2 separate regions of the Oncorhynchus mykiss genome follow, and region 2 is linked to region 1. The links are chromatin contacts, called in public Hi-C maps. All regions are on one chromosome and are shown on one strand. The core of a region is the stretch at or near the end of the contact, and the rest is flanking DNA. Distances in the headings are between cores, read along the strand shown. Region 1 holds the start of LOC110490007 (enoyl-CoA delta isomerase 2). Region 2 holds the start of sugct (succinate--hydroxymethylglutarate CoA-transferase).

Region 1 (4,643 bases), core at 1,065-3,564:
GAACATCACACCTGCGGGACAGGTACAGGATGGCAACAACAACTGCCCAAGTTACACCAGGAACCAACAATCCCTCCATCAGTGCTCAGACTGTCCGCATTAGGCTGAGAGAGTCTGGACTGAGGGCTTGTAGACCTGTTGTAAGGCAGGTCCTCACCAGACATCACCAGCAACAACGTCGCCTATGAGCACACACCCATCGTCGCTGGACCAGACAGCATTGGCAAAAAGTGCTCTTCACTGACGAGTCACGGTTTTGTTTCACCAGGGGTGATGGTCGGATTCGTGTTTATCGTCAAAGGAATGAGCGTTACACTGAGGCCTGTACTCCGGAGCGGGATTGATTTGGAGGTGGAGAGTTCGTCATGGTCTGGGGCGGTGTGTCACAGCATCATCGGACTGAGCTTGTTGTCAATGCAGGCAATCTCAATGCTGTGCGTTACAGGGAAGACATCCTCCTCCCTCATGTGGTACCCTTCCTGTAGGCTCATCCTACATGACCCTCCAGCATGACAATGCCACCAGCCATACTGCTCATTCTGTGCGTGATTTCCTGCTAGACAGGAATGTCAGTGTTCTGCCATTGCCAGCGAAGAGCCTGGATCGCAATCCCATTGAGCACGTCTGGGACCTGTTGGATCGGAGGGTGAGGGCTAGGGCCATTCCCCCCAGAAATGTCTGGGAACTTGCAGGTACCTTGGTGGAAGAGTGGGGTAACATTTGACAGCAAGAACTGGCAAATCTGGTGCAGTCCATGAGGAGGAGATGCACTGCAGTACTTAATGCAGCTAGTGGCCATACCAGATACTGACTGTTATTTTTGATTTTGACCACCCCCTTTGTTCAGGGACACATTTTTCCATTTCTGTTAGTCACATGTCTGTGGAACTTGTCCAGTTTATGTCTCAGTTGTTAAATCTTGTATGTTCATGCCAATATTTAAACATGTTAAGTTTTCTGAAAATGTACGCAGTTGACAGTGAGAGGACATTTCTATTATTGCTGAGTTTATATCTTCATAAACAAAAGGGCACAGGGCGAACCCAAAGTGACAAATATAAAGTACTCAGTCAATAGTAGGTGATATTCCTCTCAGGAAAACAAATAACATTTACAATTACCGACAAAGACAAATGGCAGAGGGAGTATGTACACAGTGATAGAGTGGGGATTGGAACCAGGTGTGTGTAATGATGACGAGACACGTCCAGAGTTGATGAGTCAAGGGCGTTTGCCAGCAGTAGGTTCGGCAGCAGCCAGAAGGCCGTCGATGCCGAACGCCTGAGCTGGACCGGAGGGGGAGCCAATGCGAAGTATGGTGGGACATGGGCAAAAGGCTATATTAGCCTTGTAAAAATTGCTGCCCAAATAAATGCTTCACAGAGTTCAAGTAACAACTGTTCAGGGTAGACTGCGTGAATCAAGCCTTCATGGTCGAACTGCTGCAAAGAAACCACTACTAAAGGACACCAATAATAAGAAGAGACTTGGTTGGGCCAAGAAATATGAGCAATGGACATTAGGCTGGTGGAAATTTGTCCTTTGGTCTGATAAGTCTGCATGTGTGGTTCCCAACATGAAGCATGGAGTAGGATGTGTGATGATGTGGGGTTGCATTGCTGTTAACACTGTCAGGGATTTATTTAGAATTCAAGGAACTCTTAACCAGAATGTTTACCACAGCATTCTGCAGCGATACGACATCCCATATGGTTTGCGCTTAGTGGGACTATCATTTGTTTTTCAACAAGACAATGAACCACACACCTCCAGGCTGTGTAAGGGCTATTTGACCAAGAAGGAGAGTGATGGGAGTGCTGCATCAGGTGACCTGGCCTCCACAATCACCCAACCTCAACCCAATTGAGATGGTTTGGGTGAGTTGGACCGCAGAGGGAAGGACAAGCAGCCAACAAGATCTCAGTATATGTGGGAACTCCTTCAAGACTGTTGGAAAAGCATTCCAGGTGAAGCTGGTTGAGAGAATGCCAAGAATCTGCAACGCTGTCATCAAGGCGAAGGGTGGCTACTTTGAAGAATTTGTTTAATGTTTTTTTGGGTACTACTGATTCCATATGTGTTATTTCATTGTTTTGATGACATCACTATTATTCTAAAATGTATAAAATAGTACAAATAAAGAAAAACCCTTGAATGAGTAGTTGTGTCCAAACTTTTGACTGGTACTGTATATAACTCCGTGGGGAACGATTTGCGCAAGGCTCCCCAGTCCCCACGGTCATCACCTGAGCAACACGACAACAGCCTGGAACGCACCCTTCATGGAAAGGGTGGTGCAAATGCCTTAGCCAATGGTGAAGGACAACGAAGGTCAAGGGGAGGGTTCAATATTGTAAACAGCTAATTCATTTCGCTGGATTGTCTTGAACATCCAAGTTATTGTATTTTGGACTGAAATTACCAAACTGTCATGGCTGTGGCTTTACGGAAAATTTCTCCGTGGCGATTTGTCAGGTAAGATTAGCTATAAAGAATCCCATCACTTGCAATGTAGCCTATGTTGCACGGATTTGAGGTCAAACCATAGACATAGTAACAGTAAATTAGCCCGGCTAATTTAAGTAGATTTTTAGTTTAGCTGTCCTGTATGACGGGAGCTAGTTAGTTTAGCTACCGTTATAACAGTAGCCTAATCGTCATTGCGAATAGTTATTATTGTATCTTCACCATGCAGTTTTGGCTGGTTGGCACGAGAGTCTGTTAAAACTCTGCCTGTATTTAAAGGGTGTCATGTTCTGAACGAGCTAGGGCTGTCTGTCTTGCTTGAAATTAAGTTTAGCTTGCTAGGTTAGCTCAAGTTAGCTATCGCTCAGCTGTTCTAGTGTGCTTCCGTATCCCTGACGAAAATAAGATTGCAGTCAGAGTGCAGAATAACTGCAGTTATTCTGCAATTCTGCCGTTTTTACGTACAAAATACCACAGTCGACTTCAGTTACAGCAGCAAATGACAATATAAAAACAGGATGTTCATGACCTAACATTCCAACGTATCAGCTACCACGAAAAACACTTACACGATGACCTGTTGCTAGGATGTGGGGCAAAGGGCATAGCTGGTTGTTGAAAGGCTAGTTACTCAGTTAGCCGTTCAACAGCTAGCTATGCCCTTGGCCCCACATCCAGACGGAGCTAGGTTCCGTGTCTATCCAAAGACCCACTCTAAGGTCTAACTAGCTACCATGAATAAAAACCAGAGGAAAGGTCACAACTCATTCTTGATGGCCCATCCAATGCTGTCACTACATTGTATCACAAACTGTACTGTAACTCCCAGTACATTATCTTTCGTCCTGTTCCTGATCCTGCTCATATATAATACCACAAATTATTTAGAAAGGCCACTGTAGGTGTTTGGATCTAGTTTAATGCCGTCAGCCAAGTTCAGTTCATTTGTGCTTGGCTATTTAATTGAAACAATTTGGCTTATAATATTATTTAGTCTTTGTGGCAGTCAGTAATTGTTTTTGAAACCGTACCACTTATGTCACTAATTTGACCTGAAATCATCTCTTCAGGGCAGTCCAAGTCACGCACATTCCCACTCTGAAGCTGCACATGACTGGTTCTATGATGGGGGCGACGGTGGAGCAATTCAATCATGCCAAGAGTCAGATGGGAACGCTGAAGGAAGATCCTGGCAATGAGGCCAAGCTGAAAATCTATGCTCTCTTCAAACAGGTTAGAGGTCATTGTGCTTTAGTCTTAGCTACTTGGCTGTCATGTTTCTGAACATTGAGCAATGTTCCCTCTAATCTTTTTCAGTAATGAGCAAATTTCAGGTCTGCTGAGCACAAACTTTAGTTGTGAAAATTCGGTGCAACTTCTAGTGTGCTTTTACTGTGAACCCTGAGGCTGTACCCGCTATAAGTTACAGTTTTAAATGGTCAAGTTGGCTACTGTGGCTATTTGATAACGTAGGCCTACCATCAAAAACAGTGGATAAAATGCATCCCATAATATTTTAACATGGAAAAAGCTATTCTATCATTCAGCAGCAGCAAATGTGTGGTGTTCAATGTAGGCCTACATTCCATGAGAAAATAACATGCAGGGAGTGACATTAACCTGTTTATCCACATGTCCTTCAGACAAGGTGACTGAAAATGTTGTCGTTTGATGCAAGAAACCACTTTACAAAATAAAATGCATTATTATTCCAATACCCTTATTACAGAGAATCAAACAAATAATGCTACCCTCTGCCTATAGGCTACTTAACTTATTCAAGACCGTCTTAAAATACAACACGGGCCCTTTTTAAGAAATTTTAAAAAGCTCTTTAACTGACTAGCTCTTCAGATGGCTAGAAATGCACACATTTTGTGCTCTTATATGAAACAACCACTCCCTCTTTGTTAACTAGAAGTTAGCTATAACTGGGATAATTACTCACTAACTAGCAAAGAATATGAACAAATGTGCACAGGTGGCTGGCTACATGTAGCTCTCGCTTTGATCTGAAAACAAGCGCATCTACTTGTGACCACTCATGCTGTAAACACAGTCCAGTTCAAAGTGAATGGCACAGATCCATATATGGCAATGTCTATTTGCATATAGGCCTACTGCAGCTCTGATTGCTTATGGCGCACCGGTCTGTGTCGACGACTGGCGTGAGTCAT
Region 2 (4,397 bases), core at 372-2,871, 380 kb after region 1:
GAGTATTCAAACACAGCTAAGGAGAAACTGAATGCACCAATTTTTGTTTTAAATTTATACAACAGGTGGGTCCAATCCTAATTGGTTCCAGCCGGTGTCTATTCCACAAGTTAACACCAGCTAAATCTATGACGTTAAAATGAATATTTACTCTGTTCCATCTGACTACGCAATCCACTGTCTCATCAGCCCAGACACTAGATAACACAGAGAAAGGCCGAACAGCTTTCCCAGTTTTGACAACAGATGCTGCTCCGGCGGGAGAAATCATTAGGCAAATATCACAGCCAGGTACACTGGCAGGTAAGTAATACTGTGAAACACTATCAGTCCACTGTTTGCACCATATATATTTTAGGTACATTTTCTGAAATTACAACCAAAAACCCTGTGTAGCACCATTAAAATAACTGTGAGAAAGCAGTGCTCGGAGGGCTGGGTCAAAGGACATTGTGTGCAGTGTCCTACCGTAGCTTGCTAGCAGCCTCAATGGTAGTGGGAACGGCATGTAGTAAACGTGGTCTGCAGATATACATAGGAGTAAGGGTCTATAAACTCAATGACTGACAGGGAGCTCTGTATTGAAGCCACCACACATCCATATTGGTTCTCCTCAATTGTAAAAAATTAAATAAAATAAATAAATAAAAGATTTGGGAAGCTATAGAAATGCATTTATTAATGTCTACATTCATTTGACACATGTATTATATTACAGACATCTTAGTGTATACTTTTAAATTACAATATGTGAGCTAAACATACAAATATATATAAAAAAAAATCCTTAAAGGTTTTTTTTTTGTACTAATGTTACTGTCCCCAATACTGCAAAATACTTGAAAACGTAATTTTGTCCTTAAAACATGTAATAGTAATACTGTAGAATTACATTTATTCCTATGGAGGACTGAGCCTACTAGGGCCAATATGTCCAACCAGTGGCTTCAAAGCCTCTCAATGGACAATACATAGCATCAGCAATCCAGGGTTTAAAAACAACATTAGTTTTGACCCGTAGCTGCGCATGGTCGGTTTTATGGGTGACTAACTTTCTTGGCATGGGGTGTAATGGTTACTCCAAACAGTTTTCCATTGGACAGTTTCAGGTAGGTCCCGCCCTATTTACTAAACCTGTCCAATAGAAACGCTAGGTTGTTGAAACGTCGGCGTGTTGATTAAAACCATGCATAGTCCTAGGTCATCAATATGTTGATGAGTGAAAAGTCTACCAGTATTTGTCCACTACACAATATCAAATATTTGTTCATGGTGTTTAGACCCTACTTAGATAAGGACATCCAACAATTTGATAATTGCTGAATAGCAGCATACTATCGGCGAGAAGTTTAATGACACATCAATTCGCTATCGTACTTGTAGGCAAGTAAAGGACAAGAAAACGACACCTCAGCTCAAATACCTGGCTGTGTGTTGGAAAGCAGCCGCCTGAGATTAGTGCGAATACTTTGATGTTGTCGAAACATACAGGGTTGAATCCCGCTGGCCAAGAGTCGAACAAATGCACCGCACTTGACGCGTGTTAGTATCTTCGACATGTTTTTGGAGTCTTTATTCAGAGCGATGTCCGTGTTGGAGTGTTAGGCCTACACTAGCCTATCAGAAGGCATTGAATAGCCCTGCCTCCTCTTGGGTGCGTTCAAGACACACTATACAAATTCCACTCTTACCGGCACAATACCATTGCATATTGAAGTGCTTGAACAGACAGTTTAAAAAAAATGATTGTCTCATTTCTTAATTAAGTCATTTTTGGTGATGTCTAGTGCTGTAGGTAGAAGACAATCACAGACAGCAAGAAAAGTTCGGGGTCCACGCCTTGGTTCTGCTTCCCCCACATGGATAGGGTAATACGGGGTAGCAGAACCAGCTAAGAACAATGTCTAATTGCTGACACAAAAAGCAACGTTTGGAGAAAAAAAAATGGTAGGTGAATGACGGTCATGCATGTATGGTCGAATAAACTATGAAGGGAAATAAATGGCTACAGTTTACACTTTTTTAGTTTTTTCATGAACTGTTGTTTTTAGAAAAGGGGAAGATCATTTTAAGTACCGGAGGTGCCAGGTACCCGGTAGAAGATTATGGCGTAGGGTTTCACACAAGTGTATTAAAATCAATTTTATCCGTTCTATTTAGAAATTATTTAGTAAGAAATACTTAAAAGCTAAGTATAGTTGTCTTATTTTACTTATTTAAATAAAATATTTGGCTGAAATGGTGTCGCACATGTCACCATTAATATCTGCACTATGAGGAGATGTGATGTAAAAGTCCCTCTTTTTAACTCACATTCTCTTTGTTCTTTCTTTGTTGTTCCCTTTCAATACCATCCATTATGTACAATTGCTCTAAATATTATTTCAATAATGCAAAATTTTAAATCCCAGCAGTCTTTAAAATTACATTCAGGAGCAAAAGGTTTTCAATAGTTGTTTTTAATTCATTAAAAAAATGTGAATTGGAATATAATGTTGGACTGTAATATAACTAATAACTTTAAATAAAATTGGAATATAACACTTAATAACAATAACTTAAGTAATTAATTCAGTGTAACATTGATGTGGCAACTCTCTTATGCTCTTGCACGATTGTAATTTGTACATAGGTCACCAATAAAATAAGCTATCCCCAGTCAAATTACCTTCTACACTGCTCACACCTAATCCAGTCCCCACCTGTGACTGAAAACGGGGAGAGATGCTGATTGAAAAGCTCTCTTGAAAACATAGCTAGCTATCTAGCTATATGACATAAAATGCTGTGTAAAATAGCTAAAAGGCTTTAAAGTATCAGTCCCTAATGGAAACATTGAATAATGGAATTGAGTTACATTATCGTTTTTATATACACTGCTCAAAAAAATAAAAGGAACACTAAAATAACACATTCCAATCTCTGAATGAATGAAATATTCTTATTAAATACTTTTTTCTTTACAAAATCACACAAAATCACACAAAATTATCAATGGAAATCAAATTTTTCAACCCATGGAGGTCTGGATTTGGAGTCACACTCAAAATTAAAGTGGAAAACCACACTACAGGCTGTTCCAACTTTGATGTTATGTCCTTAAAACAAGTCAAAATGAGGCTCAGTAGTATGTGTGGCCTCCACGTGCCTGTATGACCTCCCTACAATGCCTGGGCATGCTCCTGATGAGGTGGCGGATGGTCTCCTGAGGGATCTCCTCCCAGACCTGGACTAAAGCATCAGCCAACTCCTGGACAGTCTGTGGTGGATGGAGCGAGACATGATGTCCCAGATGTGCTCAATTGGATTCAGGTCTGGGGAATGGGCGGGCCAGTCCATAGCATCAATGCCTTCCTCCTGCAGGAACTGCTGACACACTCCAGCCACATGAGGTCTAGCATTGTCTTGCATTAGGAGGAACCCAGGGCCAACCGCACCAGCATATGGTCTCACAAGGGGTCTGAGGATCTCATCTCGGTATCTAATGGCAGTCAGGCTACCTCTGGCAAGCACATGGAGGGCTGTGCGGCCCCCCAAAGAAATGCCACCCCACACCATGACTGACCCACCGCCAAACCGGTCATGCTGGAGGATGTTGCAGGCAGCAGAACGTTCTCCACGGCGTCTCCAGACTCTGTCACGTCTGTCACGTGCTCAGTGTGAACCTGCTTTCATCTGTGAAGAGCACAGGGCGCCAGTGGCGAATTTGCCAATGTTGGTGTTCTCTGGCAAATGAAAAACGTCCTGCACGGTGTTGGGCTGTAAGCACAACCCCCACCTGTGGACGTCAGGCCCTCATACCACCCTCATGGAGTCTGTTTATGACTGTTTGAGCAGACACATGCACATTTGTGGCCTGCTGGAGGTCATTTTGCAGGGGTCTGGCAGTGCTCCTCCTGCTCCCCCTTGCACAATGGCGGAGGTAGCGGTCCTGCTGCTGGGTTGTTGCCCTCCTACGGCCTCCTCCACGTCTCCTGATGTACTGGCCTGTCTCCTGGTAGCACCTCCATGCCCTGGATACTACGCTGACAGACACAGCAAACCTTCTTACCACAGCTCGCATTGATGTGCCTTCCTGGATGAGCTGCACTACCTGAGCCACTTGTGTGGGTTGTAGACTCTGTCCTTTATTGGGTGTGTCTTGCTAATTGCCTATAATTTCCACCTGTTGTCTATTCCATTTGCACAACAGCATGTGACATATTGACATATTATTGTCAATCAGTGTTGCTTCCTAAGTGGACAGTTTGATTTCACAGAAGTGTGATTGACTTGGAGTTACATTGTGTTGTTTAAGTGTTCCCTTTATTTTTTTGAGCAGTGTATTTTACCCCAGACGATCTGGTAGTAAGGTTGCTATCTAGCACTCCAAGCAGCTTATGCTAACTAGCTAGCAT

The links. A called contact is a pair of places that touch in the nucleus more often than the background predicts.
Region 2: a Hi-C map of liver shows a contact between it and region 1, with 8 times the contacts expected there. The contact joins the promoter of sugct here to the promoter of LOC110490007 in region 1. A contact is called at or near these places in 2 of 3 Hi-C or Micro-C datasets (blood and liver).

What each region holds. Positions count from the first base shown.
Region 1 is chr15:31,908,472-31,913,114 of USDA_OmykA_1.1, forward strand. LOC110490007 (enoyl-CoA delta isomerase 2) reads left to right here and starts at 2,315. Exons shown (of 10, transcript XM_021563083.2): 1 at 2,315-2,475; 2 at 3,537-3,699. The coding sequence starts at 2,432.
Region 2 is chr15:32,284,599-32,288,995 of USDA_OmykA_1.1, forward strand. sugct (succinate--hydroxymethylglutarate CoA-transferase) reads right to left here and starts at 1,622. Exons shown (of 12, transcript XM_036944300.1): 1 at 1,424-1,622. The coding sequence starts at 1,559.